Linked DNA regions of Mus musculus: regions 2, 3, 4, 5, 6 and 7 are each linked to region 1. The links are chromatin contacts, called in public Hi-C, HiCAR-type, HiChIP or PLAC-seq and promoter capture Hi-C maps. All regions are on one chromosome and are shown on one strand. Each heading gives the region's core, a stretch centred on a gene start, on an enhancer-like site or on the middle of the called end of the contact. The rest is flanking DNA. Distances are from core to core; before and after follow the strand shown. Region 1 holds the start of Paxip1 (PAX interacting (with transcription-activation domain) protein 1). Region 2 holds the start of Rheb (Ras homolog enriched in brain). Region 3 holds the start of Prkag2os1 (protein kinase, AMP-activated, gamma 2 non-catalytic subunit, opposite strand 1). Region 4 holds the start of Galnt11 (polypeptide N-acetylgalactosaminyltransferase 11). Region 5 holds the start of Hadha (hydroxyacyl-CoA dehydrogenase trifunctional multienzyme complex subunit alpha). Region 6 holds the start of Kmt2c (lysine (K)-specific methyltransferase 2C). Region 7 holds the start of Xrcc2 (X-ray repair complementing defective repair in Chinese hamster cells 2).

The links. Promoter capture Hi-C pulls out the DNA fragments that hold promoters and counts their contacts. A called contact is a pair of places that touch in the nucleus more often than the background predicts. HiCAR-type assays count read pairs that join an accessible place to other places. HiChIP or PLAC-seq counts read pairs in DNA pulled down with a chosen protein or histone mark.
Region 2: a promoter capture Hi-C map of liver shows a contact between it and region 1, with 4 times the contacts expected there. The contact joins the promoter of Rheb here to the promoter of Paxip1 in region 1. A contact is called at or near these places in 3 of 39 promoter capture datasets (cranial neural crest, liver and pre-B cells) and 2 of 115 datasets of contacts at active chromatin or transcription factors (astrocytes and thymic regulatory T cells).
Region 3: a contact with region 1 is called in a promoter capture Hi-C map of liver, with 2.6 times the contacts expected there. The contact joins the promoter of Prkag2os1 here to the promoter of Paxip1 in region 1. A contact is called at or near these places in 2 of 39 promoter capture datasets (liver and pre-B cells) and 1 of 484 Hi-C or Micro-C datasets (B cells).
Region 4: a promoter capture Hi-C map of pre-B cells shows a contact between it and region 1, with 4 times the contacts expected there. The contact joins the promoter of Galnt11 here to the promoter of Paxip1 in region 1. A contact is called at or near these places in 1 of 39 promoter capture datasets (pre-B cells) and 1 of 115 datasets of contacts at active chromatin or transcription factors (astrocytes).
Region 5: a HiCAR-type map of astrocytes shows a contact between it and region 1, with 4 times the contacts expected there. The contact joins the promoter of Hadha here to the promoter of Paxip1 in region 1. A contact is called at or near these places in 2 of 39 promoter capture datasets (hippocampal neurons and pre-B cells), 1 of 484 Hi-C or Micro-C datasets (CD4 T cells), 1 of 115 datasets of contacts at active chromatin or transcription factors (astrocytes) and 1 of 9 other capture datasets (liver).
Region 6: a Hi-C map of B cells shows a contact between it and region 1, with 7 read pairs. The contact joins the promoter of Kmt2c here to the promoter of Paxip1 in region 1. A contact is called at or near these places in 3 of 39 promoter capture datasets (the C10 cell line and liver), 1 of 484 Hi-C or Micro-C datasets (B cells), 2 of 115 datasets of contacts at active chromatin or transcription factors (astrocytes and large pre-B cells) and 1 of 9 other capture datasets (liver).
Region 7: a contact with region 1 is called in an H3K27ac HiChIP or PLAC-seq map of large pre-B cells, with 5 times the contacts expected there. The contact joins the promoter of Xrcc2 here to the promoter of Paxip1 in region 1. A contact is called at or near these places in 1 of 484 Hi-C or Micro-C datasets (CD4 T cells) and 2 of 115 datasets of contacts at active chromatin or transcription factors (embryonic stem cells and large pre-B cells).

What each region holds. Positions count from the first base shown.
Region 1 is chr5:27,790,006-27,793,076 of GRCm38.p6, forward strand. It overlaps Paxip1 (PAX interacting (with transcription-activation domain) protein 1), which reads right to left and starts at 1,545. Exons shown (of 21, transcript NM_018878.3): 1 at 1,194-1,545. The coding sequence starts at 1,274.
Region 2 is chr5:24,840,711-24,843,781 of GRCm38.p6, forward strand. Rheb (Ras homolog enriched in brain) reads right to left here and starts at 1,651. Exons shown (of 8, transcript NM_053075.3): 1 at 1,475-1,651. The coding sequence starts at 1,526.
Region 3 is chr5:24,900,957-24,904,027 of GRCm38.p6, forward strand. Prkag2os1 (protein kinase, AMP-activated, gamma 2 non-catalytic subunit, opposite strand 1) reads left to right here and starts at 1,613. Exons shown (of 7, transcript NR_040684.1): 1 at 1,613-1,882; 2 at 2,209-2,329. The region is part of intron 5 of Prkag2 (protein kinase, AMP-activated, gamma 2 non-catalytic subunit); the gene reads right to left.
Region 4 is chr5:25,221,414-25,224,484 of GRCm38.p6, forward strand. It overlaps Galnt11 (polypeptide N-acetylgalactosaminyltransferase 11), which reads left to right and starts at 1,459. Exons shown (of 12, transcript NM_144908.4): 1 at 1,459-1,618.
Region 5 is chr5:30,153,350-30,156,420 of GRCm38.p6, forward strand. Hadha (hydroxyacyl-CoA dehydrogenase trifunctional multienzyme complex subunit alpha) reads right to left here and starts at 1,631. Exons shown (of 20, transcript NM_178878.3): 1 at 1,533-1,631. The coding sequence starts at 1,599. Hadhb (hydroxyacyl-CoA dehydrogenase trifunctional multienzyme complex subunit beta) reads left to right here and starts at 1,904. Exons shown (of 16, transcript NM_145558.2): 1 at 1,904-1,990.
Region 6 is chr5:25,497,248-25,500,318 of GRCm38.p6, forward strand. It overlaps Kmt2c (lysine (K)-specific methyltransferase 2C), which reads right to left and starts at 1,536. Exons shown (of 59, transcript NM_001081383.2): 1 at 1,143-1,536. The coding sequence starts at 1,303. 4831440E17Rik (RIKEN cDNA 4831440E17 gene) reads left to right here and starts at 2,550. Exons shown (of 1, transcript NR_030700.1): 1 at 2,550-3,071.
Region 7 is chr5:25,704,371-25,707,441 of GRCm38.p6, forward strand. Xrcc2 (X-ray repair complementing defective repair in Chinese hamster cells 2) reads right to left here and starts at 1,427. Exons shown (of 3, transcript NM_020570.2): 1 at 1,308-1,427. The coding sequence starts at 1,346.

The DNA of each region.
Region 1 (3,071 bases), core at 295-2,794:
CATGACAAATTTCCAGAAACAAGTCTGACTGCGCTGTCCATCTTTTCTCTGTATTCGCAAGGACACTCAAACCTCCTCAAACTGCGCATTACTAATTCCATCTCACAGGAGCCACACTGTAACTATGCCCAGTGACCGTCAGGACTCGGGCCAAGTATACACAAATGCCTTTAATGCCTAGCACACGCACTCCACACAAACAACTTCTTGGACTCAATATCCGTTTAACACTCAACACCTCCAGCACCTCCACCTGTTGTATTTGTAGGACTCAGTATTCAAGGGCACTCTTCTACGGCACTCCGTGTACCAGGCCCGATGCCCAGACTGTACTGGGGTGCTCACCACCTGTGAGCTTCCTCAATCTGTATTACAAAACTTAAAGAATGGGTGCCCTGGCTCTAAACCTTTTAAAGAAGGCACTATTTCAGAATACAAGGGCTTACAAGGGGGATTTTTTTAAAGCACTCAGATTTCACACATAGTTGGGCAAACAGCGCAGCTCAATGTGTTCTTGGTTTTAAGTGACATTTAGTCCAAGGCCCTTATAAGAGCAAAAGTCCTAAAACGAAGAACAAGAAAGGGTAAAAGAAGAAATGTGGTGGTAGTAGTGGGGTGATCGGTACTAGAAAAAGTCAGCTACAATCACTGATCACACAACCGAAGACCCAACGGACTTTGGTTACTAGGATACAAGTATGAGTCTCTGGAAAGCCAAGCTCAGTGGCTCTTGGACAATTCCTTCCTTAGGACCCGTTTAGCTTACATTACCAGACACCGAAGGCGACACAACTGTAAGCATAGTTTAGAAAAGAAATGTTTGGGGCACTGTCCTGAAGATACCACGATCACAGCCACTGTCCTGTGGATGGATTCAGACCCACGATCACACGCACGAATCACGGTGACCGTGTAAGCAAGGGTACCTTCCATACCTACCGTACAATCCACCCTAAGGGAAAAATCAGGGGCCGGGAGGACAGGCCCCTTGGCAAGGGACACGCTCAGCAGGGCCCCGGCAAGATGCTCGGCCGGCCGCTGCGCTAGGTCGGTGCTCGCGAGGCCCTTCCCGCGGCCCTTCGCTGCCCGGCGTGCCCCGCGGCTCCGGCCTGGGGTCCTGCAGGGCGCGCGCGCGACGAGGCGGGGGCGTGCGGGGGGAATGGCCCGGCAGAGGGGCCCCGCGCGGGCGGTACCTGCGGGTCGATGTCGCCCACCGCGTAGTACTTGACCTCGCGGAATAGCTCCTCTGGAACTTCGGGCGCCGGCTCCGACATGATCGCGGCGGCGCGGCGGCGCCCGGCCCCGCGTCACCCGGCCCGCCGCGCCCAGCGTCGTAGCTCTGCCTACTGCCCGGCGGCACAGCCCGGCCCGCAGCCGCAGCTGCACTCGGACCCGCGCCCCCGCCCGTCCGAGGCCCGGAGCGCGGGAGCCGTGCGCGCCCTGAGGCACGTACCACCACACCAGCTCGGCAGGGGAGTATGTGGGACCCTCCCGCCTTGCGCGCCGCACAGCGCTCCTTACACCACCGCTTCGGGCATCAGTGCTGATGGTCTACAATAGTTCGTACGGCACATGGCAGCCTTGTCCCGGCCGAGTTTTCACGACCGAGAACCGAGGACACAGAGAGACTATTTCCCTCACATGGCCGCAGTGGACTAGCCAGGGGGCGGGTCCTGGGCGGGACTCCCGTCACCCCGTGCGGCCACCTGACAGCGCATGCGCCAAGGAGGCGGAGCCTCGGCACGGAAGGGGACCTGAACAATCCAGCGTTCGCTCTTCAGCTGTCGCCAGCGCTGCTGTTGGACAGCACGCGATCCGGCCCAGAGTCAGGCAGACCCTGGCTAATGGTTACTTTCCTTCGTCTGCCCCTTCCGCATCTACTGAGGTAGTTGGCGGGGAACTGATCTTCGATGAGGCAGGTTAAGAGCAAAGTAGGAGCCGGCGACATAGCTCAGCAGGCAGACATCTGCCGCCAATCTGAGTTCGATCCCTGGGACACACGTGATGGCAAGCAAGAACCGGCTCCAGCAAGTTGTTCTCTGGCCTCCACAAGCACACTGTTGCGCACACACGTACACACATTACACACACACTCTCTAAATAAATGTACATTTTTCTACGTGTATTGGAGTTTTCCCTGCATGTATGTATCTGCACCCTGTGAGTGTCTGGTGCCCACAACAGTCAGAAGGTGGCTTCAGGATCCCCTGGAACTGAAGTTACACGACACGTGGGTGTTGGGAACCAAATTTGGAGATGCTGCAAGAGAACCAAGTGTTCTGAACTGCTGAGCCGTCCAACCCTCGGTCAACATAGTTTTTAAAGGTAAACAGCAAAATCTATAAAAATTATCTTAGCAGATAATTATATTAAATATGGATGTGTAAAGTTACAGGAAACAATGACAAGCTGAAACTGCTGTGGGGCGCTCGCAGAATGACAAGTCCCGCAACTCGTGATACTGCTCTTTAATCAAGTTTTGTGTTTTCTGTGACCTTCATGCAGATAGAGTGTTGTTCTTTTTTTTTTTTAAGATGTATTTATTATTATAATATGTACGTACACTGTAGACACATCAGAAGAGGGCATCAGATCTCATTACTGATGGTTGTGAGCCACCTTGTACCTTGTGGTTTCTGGGATTTGAACTCGGCCTTTGGAAGAGCAGTCAGTGCTCTTAACCGCTGAGCCATCTCCCCAGCGCCCCCCCCTCCCCCCCGGGTGTTGATGTTCTTATAGTCTCAAACGAACTCAGAGCAGAGCCATTTTGTTTTACAGCGATCAGAAAATAAGCACCCTGTTTAAGTTGGATAAACTGAGTTCAGTTAGGTTAAAAACAAATGGCTTGGCAATTAGGATCATTTACTGCTCTAGCAAAGGACCCAGATTTGATTCCTGACATCCACACGGATGTTCACAGCCACCTATAACTTCAGTTCCAGGAGCTCCAATACCCTTCTGGTGTCTGAGACTATTACAAGCACTGGGTACTACAAGCACAGGCAAAAAGTGAATGTGAAACTAGAAAACACAGTAATGGGAGTACAGTCCCCTCTGCCATGAGAAACCAA
Region 2 (3,071 bases), core at 401-2,900, 2.9 Mb before region 1:
TTCTCTTGCATTGAAAACAGGTAACCCTGATACTTGTGACTTATTTATGCCTTGCATTCAAGATTACTATCTTCAATTAGTTATCTGATTAGAGGGTACTCAATCAACAGCCAAGTTACATCATGGTCTCATTCTCCAAATTTGGAGGGAATTCAGAAAACAGTATGGTGACTCAGACAACCAACACTGGTTACATCAGGAGTTCTATCTTGGTGTGAATGGATTCACCGTAATTTTGTGCCTGTTAACTCTAGGGTTGCAATTGTTAAAGCAGTCACCTACTCTTTCCTACTATGAACACCTCAGCACTGCACTATGCACGTGTCACCTTTCCACTCTAGGCACTCCCATCTGTCACACTGTCTCCGATCTTCCATTCCCTTCCTAAGGAGTTTCTCCAGTTCTTGAGGAGAGAAGGTGAAAAGTAAGCAGGCCCTGACTGATCTTGGTCAAAGAGCACAGAGCCGGGCACCAGCAGTGGAAAGCAGGGTGAGAACGCAGAATGAACCGCCTAGCAGGAGCCCATCCAGTGGGGAAGGTGTTCTACTGCCAGACTCTCCACTCCTCAGTGGTCCCTGTCAAACGCACATTTTCTGGAGACAGTTACATCTTTCAAACAGCACTAAAGATGAACGTGACAGTCCCCTGTTCCGGTCGGTCAAAAACAATAAAGCCTCACCCTGCAGCGTGGTTAAGTTCAAATGTCCTGTATCACACGATGGACTGAATACTACTGTCTGGACACCGCGTTCCCTCCCCACCCCACCCAGGACCACCTCTATTCGGCAAAAAGGTGATTACTAGGAACAACTTTAAATGTATGTCAATCGCTTGGTGGTGGTGTTAGGAAAACAAACGGGCTTTTGAATTACTTTAACAGCCTGGTTCCAAGTGCCTGGCCTTGTTTCTCCTCAAAGGGGAAAAGAAAAATAGGACACATTAGAGACGTCTTTCTCCTCTTCCCTGTGCTGGCTGCCAGATGCTACCTAGCTGGCCTGTGAGGGGTCCAGTCTAGGTTTCTTGGAGGCGGAAAACTTGGTAGCCAAACGTCTTGAAGTTTCCCTGTTTTCTTTAAAAGGCTTAACTTCTTTGCAGATGGAAAGGTCACAAGGAGAGGTTTCCTTTGTTGAAATGCCCGGGGCTTGTGGGATTGGGGAAACGGGTGGGGACAGACCGTGCTTAGAGAAGGCGGGACAGATGCGGGGATCCGACTAGGCTGCTCCGGGCCGCAAGACTCCCGGGCAGTGGCCCGCGGCTCCTACGCCGAGGGAAGGACGCGGCCGCCTCGGCCTGCCGCCCCGCCACCTGTCCGCCGCGCCTGGGGACAGGGGAAGGCGCCGCCGCCTCCACTCAAAATGGAGGTTATGAAACGCGCGCCGCCCGCCCGCCCGCCACATGGCCGCGCCGCCACAAACTTCGCAGGCGCGTCCGCGTCCTGGGGCTCAGCCCCGACATCGCCCGGGCCGCCACTCACCCACAGACCGGTAGCCCAGGATGGCGATCTTCCGGGACTTGGACTGAGGCATCTTGGTGGCCTGCTCAGCCCCGACCCAACCACATTAACCGCGGCGGCGGCGGCTCCTCCGGCTCAGACTATCGGCGGCGGCTGCGCCGGGAGAACGCGGCATACAGAGCACGGCGGCGGGCGCGGCTGCCTCTCGCTCGCTCGCTCGCTCGCTCCTTCTCTAGCTCGCTCAACCGCCCGGAACCGAACGCGCGGGCCCTCCCCCAACAACACACCCACGTGACCGCGCGCGGCCCCGTCTGCGCCGCCTCCCGCCGCCGCCTCCCAGCCCGGAACGCGCGGGGGAGCGTCGGGGAAACGTTTTACTTTAAAGGGAAAAAGCGGAGACGCCCCAAAGCCCCCGGAAAAGTCACGACCGAAACTCGCTGCGTCATGACCCTCCCACCTACTTCCGCCGCTTTTTAATTACGACAATCCTGCCCGAGCTCTGACTGGACGGCTCCCAGACTGCCGCGCGATGACGCAATGGAAACTCCGTCTTCTATTGGGGATTGGAAGGGTGGAGCCAAGGAGAGGTGCCGCTCAGCGGGGAGCTAAAAATAAATTCTGTCTGCTTTTGCTCGGCGGGGCGCCTGCGTGGTCCAAAAGCGTGGCCCTACCGGCGGGTGGGCGGGCGGGCAGGCAACTCCTCAGTGATTGGCTAATGTGGGTGCGGGGGCGGAACCAGAGGCGTGAAGCACGGTGATTGGTGAAGTGCTGAGCCGTTGGCCGACTTGCGCCTGCCGGCCCTTAAAAGGAGCGAGGCGCGTGGCCCTAGCTGACGGACTGTAGGTTGGCTGACACCTCGCTTCGCACTTGTCTATACTTCAAATTACCGTCCTGCTATGTTAGCTTTAGTCTGGGCTTAACGTGGGTGGTGACTAAGCTTTATTCGTGGCTGAGGAACTGTGGGAAGAATGAAATCTGTGCAGCTCGCAAATGTCAGAAATTCCATTAAAAGCAGCGCGAGCTGACCAGTCCTGGTGCCGACTCGGGCAACACGCCGGGTGGCACGCACCTCGCACAGACAGGCGCGCGCGTGGGAGTCCTGCAGCCAGATCAGTGCGTCTTTTCATACTGAACACTCGAGAGGTTATTTCTGGAGAAACGTGAAAGTCAGCCATTGTCAAAAACGCCGAGGAAAAGGAGGAGGCTTAGCTGTCTGGTGTGGGCGGGCCATGCCTGAAAAGGGAAGGCTGTCATATTTTCTACAACAGTCGTACAGGCAGAAAGCTCTTGTTTCCAGAGAACTAGAGGAGTTGAGATATCCTCATATTGAAGAACAGGGTGGAAAGCTAGACCCTAGGCCTAGTTCATCGAAGTCCAAACTAAAGGCTAGGCCTGGAAATAAAGGTGCCAAGAGAGAACAGCACACTTGTCCTTAATTTTTTGCCCTTCACAATAGACTTATTTTTATAGGGTCTCACGTAGTCCAGGCTGGCCTGGAATTCTTAGAGATCCACCTGTCACTGCCTCCGAGGTGCTGGGATTAAGTGCTGTTCTGCTACCTTGATCTTTCAATTCTCTTTTCTCTGTCCAAATGCTAGGATTACCGACTTCCAAACCA
Region 3 (3,071 bases), core at 363-2,862, 2.9 Mb before region 1:
CTTCCTTGTAGGACAGAAAGAAAGAGAAATGGGGAGGTGGGGAAGGGGAGAAGAGATCAGGAAGGCAAGAAGACTATAGGGATCGTGGCTGGTCTTGATAGCTAGCGACCTGTGAAGGACAGAGGCCTGGCCAGAGAGGTGTGCTGGACATCCTTAGACACTAAAGTTTCGTGGTAAGGAAACCAAATGCTGGCCAGTATGAATACGTCGGGTCAGAGCCAGGAGTGAGCACTCTCTTAGGTGAGGACCAGTGTGAAGGTAAGTAGGCCTCAGATAGAGCCACAGGAACATTTGGTTTCTTCCATTCAGTTAGGAAGGATGACTGCATGGAGCTGTGAGTCACGCCATGTTACACTGGCTGCAAAGGGAAGAGAAAGAACCACAGAGGGTATCTACAACCAGCTATGGTGGGGAACCCACCAGGGACCAAGCCACCTCTCCAGCCATGCCTTAGAGATTAAGGATGAGCGTTGAGAAGAGGGCACGGGGCAACTCTGTGGACTCCAGGTTAAGATGGGGACGAGGGTTGACTGCTGGCCACTGGATTTGGGGAAGATAAGTTTGTGCTAACCTTGGCAAGTTTGGATGCAGGGCAGAATTGGAGTAAAGAATAAAGAGGAGACCATGGTAATCTTCTGAAAGGAAGATGACCTCACATTGGCCTCCAACATGGGCTTGACTCTAGGGGAGTCTCTGGAATGTTATATGCCATCTTAAAGAGGGCACTTCACCTCTTCCCCCCCTCCCCCCACCCCCGTGACAGGGTTTCTCTGTGTATCTTTGGCAGTCCTGGAACTCACTCTGTAGACCAGGTTGGCCTTGAACTCAGAAATCCACCTGCCTCTGCCTCCCAAGTGCTGGGATTAAAGGCACCACTGCCAGGCTCACCTCTTCTCTTCTGACTTTGCTCTTCTATGACCCAGGGTGTGTGTGTGTAATGCTTTGTGCCTTAGGGTTATCTGAGACTCAGCATAGTTCCACAGTATATGCTAGTAGTCATCAAAAGATCTAGGAGAAGAGAACATTAAAAATGCTTTTCCAATTTTTCCAGTGCTGCTGGACAATCAACACCGTTCCTGTTTACACCTGACAGGTGAAGCTGGAAGCCACAAAGGTCAGAGACAGGCCCAGGACTCTGGCGAGTGGGATGGAGTTCCATTTGGATAGTGATGGGGCCTGGACCCTGGTGGGGTGCCTATAAAGTAGAAAGACAGTCTTCTGGAGGGAAGTTCACGAGTCCCTAGCAGAGTGATGGGAGGTGTTACCTTGGTTCCTAATGACTTTCTACTTGGTTCCATGCACTTGCCAAGGCTGGTGATATGTTCCACTTCTTGCTATCCAACCACTCTATGCACTTTCCTGTTTGTTTAAACCAGTCAGGTATTTTTTTTTTTTTTTCCTTTTAGGTAACACGACCTTTTCCTGTCTGTCTTAGCCTGATTTTGCTTCTTGGACAAAATACACAGCTATTTACTTGGCTCATGATTTTGGTAGCGGGAAGACCTAAGGAGCATAGCGTTTATGTGTGCTGAGTGTCCTACTGGCTGTGTCATAATGGGGGGTGGGGGGGGAGCATCACACAGCAGCCGGTACAAGAGGGTGTGGCTCTATGGACAGAGAAGAAGCCAGACAGCGGGGAGGCTGGCTTCATCCTTTCCAGGATGCCTAGGAAGAACCAATCAATACCTGGGAGACGATACATCTCCTTTCCACGTTACACGGGGACTAAAATTTCATTCCAGAAACTTCTGGGGTGCAGACACCTTCCAAAGCACAGTCCACAGGACAACTCCTGTACCTTCTTAAGCCTAGGACACCGTTAGGATATGTTTGAACCTGACTTTGGATATACTAAAACATGTGGCAATATGTTAAATACAGGGTAAGCTAGGCAGGAAGTTTTCTACTACAGATATTTCATACAATCTTAATTATTCTTGTGGTCAAGAATCAATTTATCCCTGGCCTATAAACTCAGCCAGAGAAGGTCAGAGTTCAGAGAGCACAGACAGACCTTCTGAACCTGTCACTTTGACATGTCTACCACCAGAGGTCAGCACCCCTCATGTCACAGCCAACAAACCGGCAGGCTGACTCTGCAGAGGCTCACTTTTAAAAGCCCCGAGATTCTAGGGAGAAGGAAAGGCTTCATAGGCTCTCAGTGCCTCCCTGGATTCTCCATCCTCATGAAAATTTAATACCACATAGAAACTGTGCACCTGTTCATGTATGGTGACGCCACGGAGGGCCAGACTGCTGCAGTGCCCAAGGTGTGCCATCTCCACAGAGAACCCATCTTCACTCCCTTTAGGCAATTCCCTCCCACCAGGTAAGAATAGTGGGCACAGTTTTTTGTTTGTTTTCTTTCCCCCTTTTTTTTTTTTTTTTTTTTTTTTTTTTTTTTTTTTTTTGGTACACTGGTTATTGGATGCTCTGGAGTCTGACTTCCAAGGAGGAATGGAAAGCAAGCAAGTGGTTACCAAGCGCCAGGCCTGTGTTTGGCAGATACAACCCATAGTGATAGCAATACTAAAACAAAGCTTCAGGAGCTCTGTGGATTGATTACCCAAGGAAAGGCAGCCAAGTCTTCACACGCCAGGGCCTGAGCTCCGAGATGTTTTACTTTCCCAGAGTGGTCCCTGCTCGCTCTGGTGCTCGCGATTTCTCTCTCACACGCTCTGTGTGTGTGTGTGCGCGCGCGCACATTCATGTAAGCATGCATGTTTGGGTGCATGTATGGGTAAGGGCCAGAGGTGGCTACTGGATGTCTTTTTCCATTGCTCTCCACCTTAGTTTTTGAGATAGGCTCTTACAGTGAATCTTGGCAATTCATCTCGTCTGGTTGGCCAGTAAGCTCCAGAGATCTGCCTGTCTACGCTTCCCCAGTGTGCAGGGATTACAAACCTATATTACCATGATTATATATTACCAGATTTTTATATGTGGGTGCTGGGGATTGAGTTTAGATCTGCATTTTTTGCTGTCTAGTTTTTTGTTTTGTTTTTTGTTTTTTTTTTTTTTTTTTTTTTTTTGGCTACCTGACACCAGCTGGAGTTACCTGGGAAGAGGGA
Region 4 (3,071 bases), core at 209-2,708, 2.6 Mb before region 1:
CTCATATCCACTTGTCTCTGCTGTCCTTCCCAGTGCTGAGATAAAAGGTGTGTGGCAGCACTGCCTTGCTCTGGCCATGTCTTTGTGGTTTCCTGAGAGGTTTAGCTGAGTAAGGAAAACCTACCTGGAATGTGGGTGGCCATGGAGCAGGGATCAAATAAAAAGAAAAAAACAAAACAAAACAAAAAAACAAAACAAACCAGGTTGTAAGATGAGCACCAGCCTCTCTGGGCCTCCTGAGGGTGAAGTGTCACAGGCTACCTTAGACCTCTGCTTGCCATGGCTTACCCACCACAGCAGAGGCTGTACCTCACACTGTGGCCAAAATAAACCCTTAAGTAGTTTCTGTCAGGAACGTTGTCACACATACAGGAACAATAGCAGACACATGGTTATGGCATGACAATGCTTCTGTTCTATTGCCCTCTCGTGAGAGAGTCATCCCTTAAACAACCATGAGTTCCCGTTAAGATGCTGTGTGGACAAGAATGGGAACTATGAAAAATGCTTTCTTTGGCATTGAGCAGCAACTGTTTGACTGAGGGCAATGGCCATGGAAGGACACAGATAAGGGCCATCAGGATTTCAGCCTTAAGGATAGACCTAGGTAACCTCACAGAGCATCCTACAGCCTCACAATACTAGTAAGTATTTGGCAGGGCCACATATGAGTTAATTTTGTGCCACTGTGTTGACAACTTAAAGGGAAAAGAGTTATTTTGGTTCATGGTTACTGAGGGTTTATTGCATGGTTGCTTGGCCATCGCATTTGAGCAGAACATCAGGATGACAGCAGTATATGGGGTAGGTTATTTACTTCATGATGGGCAGGAAGCCAGAAGGAGACTTGGACAATTGGACCAGGTAAGACCCTCGGACATCCCTGATCCTTCTCCCTCTAGATTGACCCCCACCTCCAAAAAGTTTCTACAATCTTTGGCAATTGCACCACCAGCAGGCACCAAGCTCCACATAAGCCCCAGTGGGGCATTTCAAGTCAAAGTCGGTCACCACAGCCAGTTAATGCAGGAGGGAAGTATCCTGGGTTAATGCTAGCTAGAACAATTTATTGGTTCAGGAGATGCTGCTTTCTTAAAAATAAGGGACGCAGAATTTTCTCCTTACATATGTCCCATTGCTCTACCAGACATCACGGATTTAAAAAAAAAAAGTCTTGGCTGAATAGCATGGTGAGATAACAGGATTAATATAGATACCCGTCAATGTAAAGCAGCATTAATGGACCAACTACCAAAACCTTACCATTCTGTTTGATCTGCTAAATTTCCTCACATTCTCTCCAAGAAAAAGTCGTCCCCTCATCTAAGCTTCTCTCTGGAGTGAACTTCACTAAGGCCCTATGGGACAGAGCTCAGCTCCACACTGGGCGGGGAGGAGCCCGGGCCTCGTGACGCCAGGCCGCGGGCGGTGACGTCATCCTCGGAGGCGAGGGCGTGCGTGCGGTGACGCGTGCCGTGACGCGAGGGCTCCGCAAGGCTGCGTGTCGTGGGCCGCGTCGCGCGCCGCGGCTCGTGCGGCTCGGCCCGGGCTGTGGCGGGAGCGGAGATGCCGCAGCCCGTGCCCTGGAGCGCCGCTATCCCGGCCTGCGGGTGTCGCGGTGAGTAGCCGGCCCGCGGCGCTTGACCCCGCGCGGCCTACGTCGGCGCCTGAGCGTGGGCTGCGGCCTGAAGGGACGCGGCTGCTGGAGCAGGCTTGGTGGCCTGGGAGGCCAGAGCTGCTTCCGGATTCAACAGCAGTGATGGGTACTGCGCATGGCCGTTCTCTCGGTGGCCGTAACCTCCAGCCAGTGTTGTGATTTACTAGAAAAAAATACCGATTTTATCTTTATTGCTGTTATTACGGTCAGGATTTAGACCGCGTCGGTACAGGAGGCTGGAAGACAGAAAGGATGCATGTTTCTTTGCAGTATGCTTGTTAAAAAAATTACCTTTTATGGTTTTCGTACACCCCAAACTAGTGCTTTAAATATAAATATAGGAAGACCCGCCACCTGTCTGTCAGATCTTGTCCTTTTACTTTGAGAGCCATCATGTTGGTTGGTTGCTTATCTTCAAACAAAAAATGAGACCCTGGAGACGCTTTCTAGTCCGTGGGCCCAACAAAACAGTTACTTCAAACTTATTTCTTCTTTTATTTGAAATAATGCTTTAAGAAAAACAGGAAGTAAGCCTTTCTTACCCTCAGCATGTGCCTGCCACGGAGCTCTGCAACTGAAATGTCACCATACCGTAGTCTATAGTTTTCATTTGATGGCCCTGGAATCAAATCTCTAACATTTCTGTGCTGTTTCTTGCCAGGTTTCTTAACAATTTTATATTACTATTTTTCTTGTGAAGTATAATTAACATGAAGTTTATTGATTATTTTACTAGTATAGTTGAATGGCATCGGGTACATTCACAGTGTTGTCTTAACAGGCAGTGCCATATATTTCCAAAATCAATCACTCAGGACAGACATTATAACATAGGGCAGGGACTCCTGCTCTTCTTCAGTCTCTCAGTTTACCTGGTTTAGATACTTCATTTGAATTGGAATCCATGGTCTTTCCTTTATCTGTATCTGTTTGAGGCTATTCTTGGTTGTCAACTTGACAACCAAAAATGGCTAGACACAACTGTGAGAGATTTTTGCTGAATTAAATCATTTGAAGTGGGGAGAGCATTTCTAATCTGTATCTTTGAGGTGGGAAGATCCACCTTTAATCTAAGGCCACACCTTCTGCTGGCAGCCTTTACAAAGGCTATGGAATAAGGAAGCCCCCTCTTTGCCTGCTTGCTCTCACCCATACTTGAAAGTCCATATTCCTTCACTGGCATTAGAGCCTGTTTGTATGCTGGATTCCAGTGTATGCTGAAGAACAGCCGAGACTTCCAGCTTTGTGGATGAGCAACTAGATTCTTGGACTTGACATCAGTAGACGGCCATTGTTGGACTTGCGGGAGTACTCTAATAAATCCCCCCTCTCTCTATATGGAGAAATCCATTCTATAATTTCTGTTACTCTAGAGAATCCTGGCAAATAGTTTCTCTGCTTTCTGTCTTTGGAA
Region 5 (3,071 bases), core at 381-2,880, 2.4 Mb after region 1:
CACTCTCATTCATTTCACAGATGGGAAAAGAAAGCCCATTTAGATGAAAGGGCAAAGTCAACAGCTAGCTAGTGACAAGAGAACATGTGACCCAATCACCACTCCAGTGCTAACCTGGCTGCCAATTCATGAAAGTACCTTACATCAAATACAGGACCATAGGTGCCTTTTTTCCCCTAAAACTGTTATAAATGTGGAAAAGGAAACACAACCAAGTGCAAACAGGAGACATAGAGATCGATGGATCTTTCTTTCTTTCTTTTTTGGTTTTTCCGAGACAGGGTTTCTCTGTATAGCCCTGGCTGTCCTGGAACTCACTCTGTAGACCAGGCTGGCCCTGAACTTAGAAATCCACCTGCCTCTGCCTCCCAAGTGCTGGGATTAAAGGCGTGTGCCACCATGCCCGGCTCTTTTCTTTTTTTTAAAAGACAGGGTCTCACTGTGTAGCCCTGACTGGCCTGGAACTATGTAGACCAGACAGGAACACAAAGACCCACCTAATATTAAAGGTGAATTAGCACCCAGTCCACTTCACTTTTTTTTTTTTTTTAATTTTTTTTTTTTTTTTTTTTGGTGGGTAGCAATTTTGGCTATTTACACATAATCGATCTATGGAGGTTTTTAAAAAAGTAGAAAAAGATTCAATCAATTAAATGCCAGGGGAGGGTAAGAGAAGTAAATTCTACACGCATCCCTTTTTTTTTGTGAGGAAAATTAAAGTGAATTCACGTTACAAACTAAAGTCTGGGAAGTAACTAGTATCAAGTATGATACACAATGAAGTTACATTTGCCCTTACAGATTTGGGATGTCTGGGAAAAGGCTGTTTTCTAACAACACCCCTTTAACCCTTTCACTGCCAGCTTGAAAAGGAATGCAGTTCCTGGAGCCTGACTGGGAATCGACAGAAATGAGATTAGAAATAGTTTCTAAGTGATCAAAAATTTTTTTCCTCATCAAAATTTCTTTGCCTAAGTCGGAGAACCTCCAGTTTCAACCTTCTATACATTCAAACTAAGATTACTGAAGTGGGAGAGCTGAGTTCTCTGGGGGGGAAAAATGGTTTTGACGGAAAAGATCAAGGAGTGGCATTGATCTGTAAGGCTAGTAGTCAATGTCACCGAGAAGGCTGATAGATATCTCTTATGGCGACTAACATGTAGTAGAGCCTCAAAAATGTGACAGGTCTTACTTAGTCCTCCGAACTTAGCGGTGTCAGGGCCAAGACAAACATTAAGGGAGACAAGAGGGGCGTGAGCTCAGGGCTACAGCAGAGACCTGCGCAAACTGCCAGACTAAGTGGAAAAGACTCAGGAAAGTTAGGGGAGAGCCTGACACTGCCGGAGCAGGGCGAGAGAGGGTGTGACAGTTCCTTTACAAGGACACAGGAAATAGGGTCTCGGAACAGTAGCCCCATTTCCACGGGTCCCGGGAAAGGGGTGGGAGGCAGACAGTGAGAGGCAAACGCTGCTCCCCGCCGCCCCAGTTCCTGAAGGCACTCCGAGACTCTCCCGAGCCCTCTCCAGGCTCACCTCTGGAGCGTAGGATCCTGAAGGCAGAGAAGCGACTGAGACTGCCAATCGCCCGGGACGCCACCATCTTGAGCAGAAGAGGACGAAAGCTCTTCTAGTGGGGGGCAATGGAGCCGAGGGCTTTTCTTTTCTGAGCCTGTCCGGCAGGGTGTCCTAAGTGCCGCCTTACTAAAACGCAGACTCTGAGTTGCCACCCGTCCTGTCGCCCTACCTCTTGCTCTCAACTAAGCGAGCCGAAAGGATGATTTCTCTGAAGGTGAGACTAAGGACCTCCGAGGAGAGGGCGGAGTGTCTGACTTTCTGCTCAGGCGTTCAGCGGGCAGCCCGTAAATGCCGCGGTGATGGCGGGCGGGGCGAGAGGGGGTCCTTGCGGAGCGGGAGCCGCCCCTCGGCGTGGGCGGACGTTTGTCAGTCTGGACTTGACCTTGTTGGCAGCGGCAGTTTTCGCGGACTCTAAGGTGCGGCAGCGCGCTTCTCGGTTTTCTTCTGATTTCCCCACAGGCAGGTGCCACTTTGCTCCCGACTCTTCTCGTCGATGCCCGCGGCCGCTTCCCTTTGCTGTGAGGGTCGAAGTCCCAAGAGCGGGACAGGCTGGTCCAGGCCTCCAGTGCGAACCGCCTCAGGGCGGGCGGTGGTCGCGTTCTCGCGTAGCTCGCGGCAGCGGTGTCTTCTGTCTGCATTTGTCACTTCAGGTTTACGAATGGATTGCGTGTGTGTGAAACGCTGGGCTGTGTCAGAGCGGTGTCGTTTCCCCTGTTGTTGACCTGTCTAGGCAGTCTGGCGGCTGTAGAGATTGAGAACGCGTCGTTAAGTGCGGGTCTCGGGGGTGAAAGCAGCCAAGACAGTCCTCCAGTCTGCTTGGTGATCCAGGGTTCACGGACATTTTCTAACCCAGCAAACATCTGGGCAAACCTGCCACCCCTCACTCTTTTTTCTGTGAAGTAGCCGTAGCTAGTGACTGAGACTGCGCCACAGGTGGTAGAATTAGTCTAGAACCTAAGTCTACTTTTAATTGAGAGTTCAGCTCTTCTGGGCGCCAGGGTGTGAGTTGTTTGTTTTGGTGCTGGAAAGATGAGCCCTGAAATAAACTGATTGTTTTCAAAAGAAAGTAAAGTCAGCTTCCGGTGTGTGCACCATTTTGTTTAATACGCACAAACCCCACGTTTCATTTGCACTTTCGGTGACTTGACAGGCTCAGAAAGATTATAATACCTTCTCTGTGGCAAGCCAGGATTCAAACAGAAGTGGCACTTGCTAGTTAATTGATTATTCTGCCACACAGGAAAGAAATGGCTAAAATGATTCTAGAAAGAAAGGAGCGTCCTGTTTTAAAGCTCTAGTCAAACTAAGTCTTCCACCACCAAGAACACTTTAAGCTGGTACTAAATGACCACTTCGGAGTAAATTGCAAAAAAGGAACCCTTTTCCCATACCACGCCTTCCACTACACCTATTTCATATCCTTTTTTTGTAAAGAGCCACACAGAAAATAGTTTGTTTTGTGAGCCCACCCTGTGCTCTGTTACATACTTGTTTTGT
Region 6 (3,071 bases), core at 286-2,785, 2.3 Mb before region 1:
CTAAAGGCCCTGGAACATTTAGTAGTAAAAAGATAGCAAACCCTCTCCACCACCCACCCCAAATACACTGTGTCAAGAGCTTAGTGGGTTCCGAGAGGCCAGGGTGCTTGCTTGCTATGGCTCAGTTAACACTATTTTTGCTGCAACCACCAGACACAACAAATGAATGCACGTAAACCAAACAAACAGCCTATCCATAAATGTGCTGACTTCTTCCTGCAAGTCCCAGCGCACCCTTCCACCGCCAACAGTTCAATGAGAATATCATACAATGAAATGAGTAAGCAACACACGCCATTCTGCAACTTTGAAAGACGGTCACCAATCTTCCGCAGCACCCCGAAGAGCCACTATTGCTGATCAACTAACTCATTGGCACTAAAACGGTTTCCTTAATTTTCAAGCCAAGTTGCCGAATAACCACTTTTTAAGACAACACTTCTTGCCCAGTTCATCCACCCGGCACAGTCCTCACGGACGCTCAAAAACAATCGAAAGCCATTGCCTGCCCAGCTGGAGTTGAAGTTACTCGTCCAGCGACGTTTAAAGCTGTCTCCCCTAAACAAAGTGCTCTGGGCCGTCAGCGCCGCGGAACCCGGCCGCGTTCCCGAAACTCCGACTCGCCCGCTTACACCTGGGCCCGTGCGATCCCGAGCGCCGGCTGCGGAGCCGGGCGGTGCGGTTCGGGGCGGTGGGGGATGGGGAGGACAGGCTCGAATGGCTTCCTAATGTATCATTAAGAAGCAAAAGCACCGGTCTGGGAGCAAGAAAAGTTAAAGGAGCCGCGAGCTGACAAAGAGCGCCGGCCGCCGCACCCGGACCACCCGGCCGCGGCGTTTGACAGCTCCGTCCCTGGCGCCCACAGCTTTGTGGCTCCGAGAGGCCGGGCCGGCAGCAAGCTGGGCGTGCTCGGCGGGGCGTGTGCGGACGCCGGGCTAGGCCCTGGGGAAGCCGCCGGGCGGTTCTCCCAGAAGCGAGGCCGAACTCCAAAGTAAAGTGCGCGGCGCGGCCGGCGGGACCTGCGCGGGCGCCGCCGAACCGGGCCGCGCCTGGGCCGCCCCGCCCCCACCGGGCCGGGGGCCTGACAGCTCCGGGCCGCGCCGCCGCTGGCCGCCCGCCTGGCTCCCTCGCGCTCAACTTACTTCTTTCTGGCTCTCTGGAAAGGGGAAGCGCCATCTTTGCGAGGCCGGCCCCGAGGTCTTTTGTCTGCGGCTGCGGGGCTCGGGGCCGGGGCTCCGGGCTCCTCGGGGGGTGCTGGCGGCGGCTGCTGCTGCTCCGCGCTCCGGTCCTCCTCCGACGACATCCTAGTCACCAGGAAAGACACATGGATCCCCGTCCTCCTCCTGGGGGGCTCCTCCCGCCGCAGCGGCCGCAGCCGCCGCCGCTGCTGCTGCTCGAGTTGCTCCTCCCCGGCTCAGCCTCTCGCATTTCCCGCAGCCCCGGGAGCAGCAGCAGCAGCAGCAGGTACCGGGAGAGGCGGCAACATGGAGCTAGCAGGACACGCACTCACACACATCGGCGCGGGCGCGCGCACTCGGCGCGCAGGGGCCGGCGGGGGGCGGCGGGCAAGCGGGCGGGGCGGGCGGGGCCGGCCGCGCGGGGCGGGGCGCCGCGGCCAAGGCTGGGGCCGGCGGGGCCGGGCCGGAGGGCGGCGCCGAGCGGGGCGGGGCGGGGCGCGACGCGAGGGGCGCGGGCCGGGGGCGGCCGCAGGGGTCTCCGCCCGGCCCCTCCCCCAGGCCGCCCGCGGCGGGAGGAGAAAGGGCCGCGGAGGGGGGCGGCGGGCCGGGCCGGGCCGGGGCGGGGCCAGCCACCCCTCCCCCGCGCCGTCAGCCCGTCAGGCCCACGCCGCGGCGAAGTTTTGACAGCTGCTCCAGTTGTTGTGGTGGGTTCCGGGGTGGTGCGAGCGCCGGCCCCTCGGTCGCGCGCTGGCGATCGCTCCCTCACACACTGCTCGCTCACGGCGTTCCCTGTGGCTAGCTCCCTCACGCTCGGTTCAACGCACGGCTAGCTCTCGCTCTTCCCTATCGTTTGCCCGCTCTCCGGCCGGCGCTTTGCTGCCTCACGCTCAGGATCGCTCCCTCACGCTAGCTTTCGGCCCCATCAAGCTTGGCTCCCTCACGCTGGGATCCCTCTCGCTCGCTCGCGAACGCTCCCCCACGCCCGCTCTCTCTCTGGGGGCAGCAAAGGAGGAAGTTTTGCGGCTGTGCGTTCACCACACAAACAACACACGCACACGGCAGTGGCCGTCGCGCGAGGCCTGCACCCGGGTCCCCCGGGGCGACCCGCACCACAGACCTCTCAAACTCGCCGCCGGCTCGCCCACACACAGGCGCCTCCCGCCCCCGCCCCCAGCGCGCTGCTGCCACTCACGGGGCTGAGTCCGCGCATGCGCCCCGCGCTACCCGGCCGCCGCCGCTGACCTCACCGCCCCTCCCCCGCCCGCTCTGACGCGGCGGTGGCTGCAACTCGGGCTCTGGCGGGCGCTAAGCTGCGGACCGGGCATCCGGGATCAGGGTCCAGCCCGGCCGGAGGAGGGGGGAGGGATCGATGTAAACACTCCGGAGCGTGCACCCGCGTGCGGTGCGCGCACGTGCGTCCGCGACCCCCTGCGGGCGTGGGCCGCTCCAGGCCTGGCGGAGTCCCACGTAGGCTTCCCTAGTGCGGCGCAACCGTGGCAGGACAACGTTAGATCCTAACTCCAGCTGTAGTTTCTCCGTCCGACGTCATGTTTTAAACACCGTGAGACCGGAGGCTGCCGTACAAAAAACCAAGCGGACAGGTTGAGTGGGAAAAAAATGTCTCTACACCGAGAGAAATGCATCAGCGTGAACGTTGTGTGTGCTCAAGATTTAAAAATGGAAATACTGCTAAGCTGTTTCCCATTAAAAAAAAAAAAACGATTCGTTAAAAATGGGGCCAGAATTGCCCAGGACGCCGCGTTTCGTTTGCACTATGGATTGCCTTGTAGGAGTGAGAAATAGTAGAGATGGGAAAACGGATCTGTGGAGCGGCGTGGAAGGCTTAGAGTAGCCTGTCAGGCGCTGAGCTGCTCGGAGCCTGGAATCCGAGCG
Region 7 (3,071 bases), core at 177-2,676, 2.1 Mb before region 1:
CAACCTTCTTAACGCTTCAACCCCGTAGCACAGTTCCTCCTGCTGCAATGACTCCCAACCATACAATTATTTTTGAAGCTACTTCCTAACTGTCATTTTATTACTGTTATGAATTGTAATGTAAATATTTTTTGAGATAGAGGACTGCGAAAGGGGCAGTGACCCACAGGTTGGAACTGCTGCCCTTGCTAAGTTCAGACCATACCTGAGCTGCTCCCTCCTCAGCAGCAAACCACTGAACAGTCCTTACAGTGCCAGTTCAGGGGCTGGGAACGGTAGCTCTGGTGGCAGATCCCATGCCTAGGAATCATGAAAGCCTGGATTCCATCCTTGGCAGTGGATAACAGGGCACTGTAGCACACACTTGTAATCCTAGCATTCCGGAGGCAGGACGGTCAGAAGTCGAAGGTTAGGGGCCAGAGAGATGGATTTCAGTTAAGAATGGGTTTTGCTCTTACAGAGAACATGAGTTTGGCTCAGATAACTCAATTGCTAATAACCCCGGCTCCTGATCATCTGACACCTTTTCCTCTGGCCTCCAAATTCATCTACACACATGGGTACATACCAACCCACAGACACACATTCATTTACATAATTTCTACAAATAAATAACTAGGACAAGGTTATACTCAGCTGCACGGCAAGCTCAAGGCCAGCGTGAGCTACCTGGATCCCCTCTGAATACATTTAAGTTAGCTCCTCCTACAATTTGTCTTACCCTCTTTTGGAGAGGCATGCTTTTACCATATGCTGTATATTTTACAGAAGCTTCGATTATTACATTTTGTTTTGTGAGAGAGGGTCTCACTATAGAGCCCTGACTGGCCTGGACCTACCTATATAAAGGCTAACTTCAAACTCATAGAGATCTGCCTGCCTCCGCCTCTTTAGTGCTAGGATTAAAGGCGTGTACCACCATGCCTGTTGATTAATTTTGTTGTTGTTGCTTCTTATTCCCAACTCTTGGCTGACAGTACTCGAACAAGTAACACACGTTAACGTTTAACGGTTCCTGAGTGAAATGGCTTGCGTGGCTCTGGAGAGATAGACGACAGGGGTATTCTGGGATACAGAAGGCCGGATGCCACAAACAGGTTAGTTAGAGGTGAAGCAAGCTACCTAAATTTAGAAAACGTCTACTGATGCCTCAACTGGTGGTCCTCCCTTCCCCAGCTCCTGCTGCACGGCTCGCCATCCCTGACCGGTTCACTGGCGGCTGTCGCGCCGCCCCACGGTGGCCCTGGGCGCCGCTCGGCGACCTCCCCCTGTAGTGCGCGGCCCTCCCGTCGCCCCGCGGCTCTCACCTCTGTCCCGGATTCCGCTCTGCGAAAGTCGCTACACATCGCCCGGCCAGCTCCGCGGGTTCAACCTACCCGCCAGCAACGCCATTTAGCAAAAGCGCGAAAGACGCAGCCAGTCAAAGCAATGACCCTGTGTGCGCGTGCGCACTGTGCGGGCTCGGAGCCAGAGAAGCCGAGGGCATGCGCAGTAAAGCTGCGGCGCCCTCTTGGTGACGCCAGTCTCCTGCGTTTCCTTTAGTCCTTATGGTCCTTATGTTATCTTCAGTTACTCATCTCGACGGGTCTTTATCAGGCAAAATTAACATGTACGTGATTTCTAAATCTTATTTAGTTTTTTGTTTTTGTTTTTTAGAGACGAACTTCCTATGTAGTCGTGGCTGTCCTGGAATTCACTATGTAGACCAGGCTGGCCTCGAACTCACAGAAGTCTGCCTGCCTCTACCTCCTGAGTGCTGGGATTAAAGGCGATCACCACCACTGCCCGTGCTTACTTGTTCTAAAGAAACTTAAAGTACATCTTCCTGCCACGGTTGTGTATGCCTGTGATCCTAGCACTCGGGAGGCTGAGGCAGAGAATCACCAAGAGTCGGATCAGGCTATAGTTTGGGCTGTAGTATGAGATTGTGTCTCAAAGGTACTAGGACAAAAGTTTACTGATTTGGGCTTTTGGTGTGTCAGTGGTCCCAACAACTCCTGAGGCTGAAGCCAGATAATAGTTCGAGCCCAGGAGACTACTCTGGGCAGAACAGCATAACCAGATTAACAGGAGAAGTAACACCGTTACTGAGCAAGCTCGCTCTTCTTGTCCTTTCTTGAGGCAAAAGCCTATGACTGGCTGTGGTATTTATAGATAACTGGGGTGGGAAGAGAAAAATGTATATTGAATTGAAAAGAACTGTGGAAATACACTGAGCCTGTGAAGTTTTCAAGCTCTTGGTTTGGTTAGGTTTGTTGTTTGCCTTTTGTTTGTTTTCTTTCTTTCTCTCTCTCTCTCTTTCTTTCCTCCTTTCTTTTCTCTCTTTTCTCTCTTTTCTTTCTTTCTTTCTTTCTTTCTTTCATTCTTTCTTAGATATTTTCTTTATTTACATTTCAAATGCTATCCCCAAAGTCCCCTATACCCTCCCCTCGCCCTGCTTCCCAACTCACCCACTCCCATTGTCTGGCCCTGGCATTCCCCTGTACTGGGGCATATGATCTTTGCAAGACCAGGGTCTCTCCTTCCATTGATGGCCGACTAGGCCATCCTCTGCTACATATGCAGCTAGAGACACAGCTCTGGGGGAGGGGTACTGGTTAGTTCATATTGTTGTTCCTCCTATAGGGTTGCAGACCCCTTTAGCTCCTTGGGTACTTCCTCTAGCTCCTTCATTAGGGGCCCTGTGTTCCATCTGATAGATGACTGTGAGCATCCACTTCTGTATTTGCCGGACACTGGCATAGCCTCACAAGAGATAGTTATTTTCTTTTGTTTGTTTTTCTCAAGTTCTAGAAATACAGGCCAGCAGCACTCCTATGAGATTCTAGGCATTGGCACTTTAGTGCATGCTAGTTAAGCACTCTTGCAGATGAATTATATTCCCTGGCCCATTGTGTTAAGATCTTGGGTGGAGGAAGGAGTGGAGAGGAGAATAGTTTTCTTAACTGTTGCCTGTCAAACGCCCACTGATTAGATAGATAGAATATTTATACTCTGTACATCTCTGAGTACAAATCTTATGTGTACAGTACACATGAATGTCTGTACAAGACATACTACCACGCATCAGA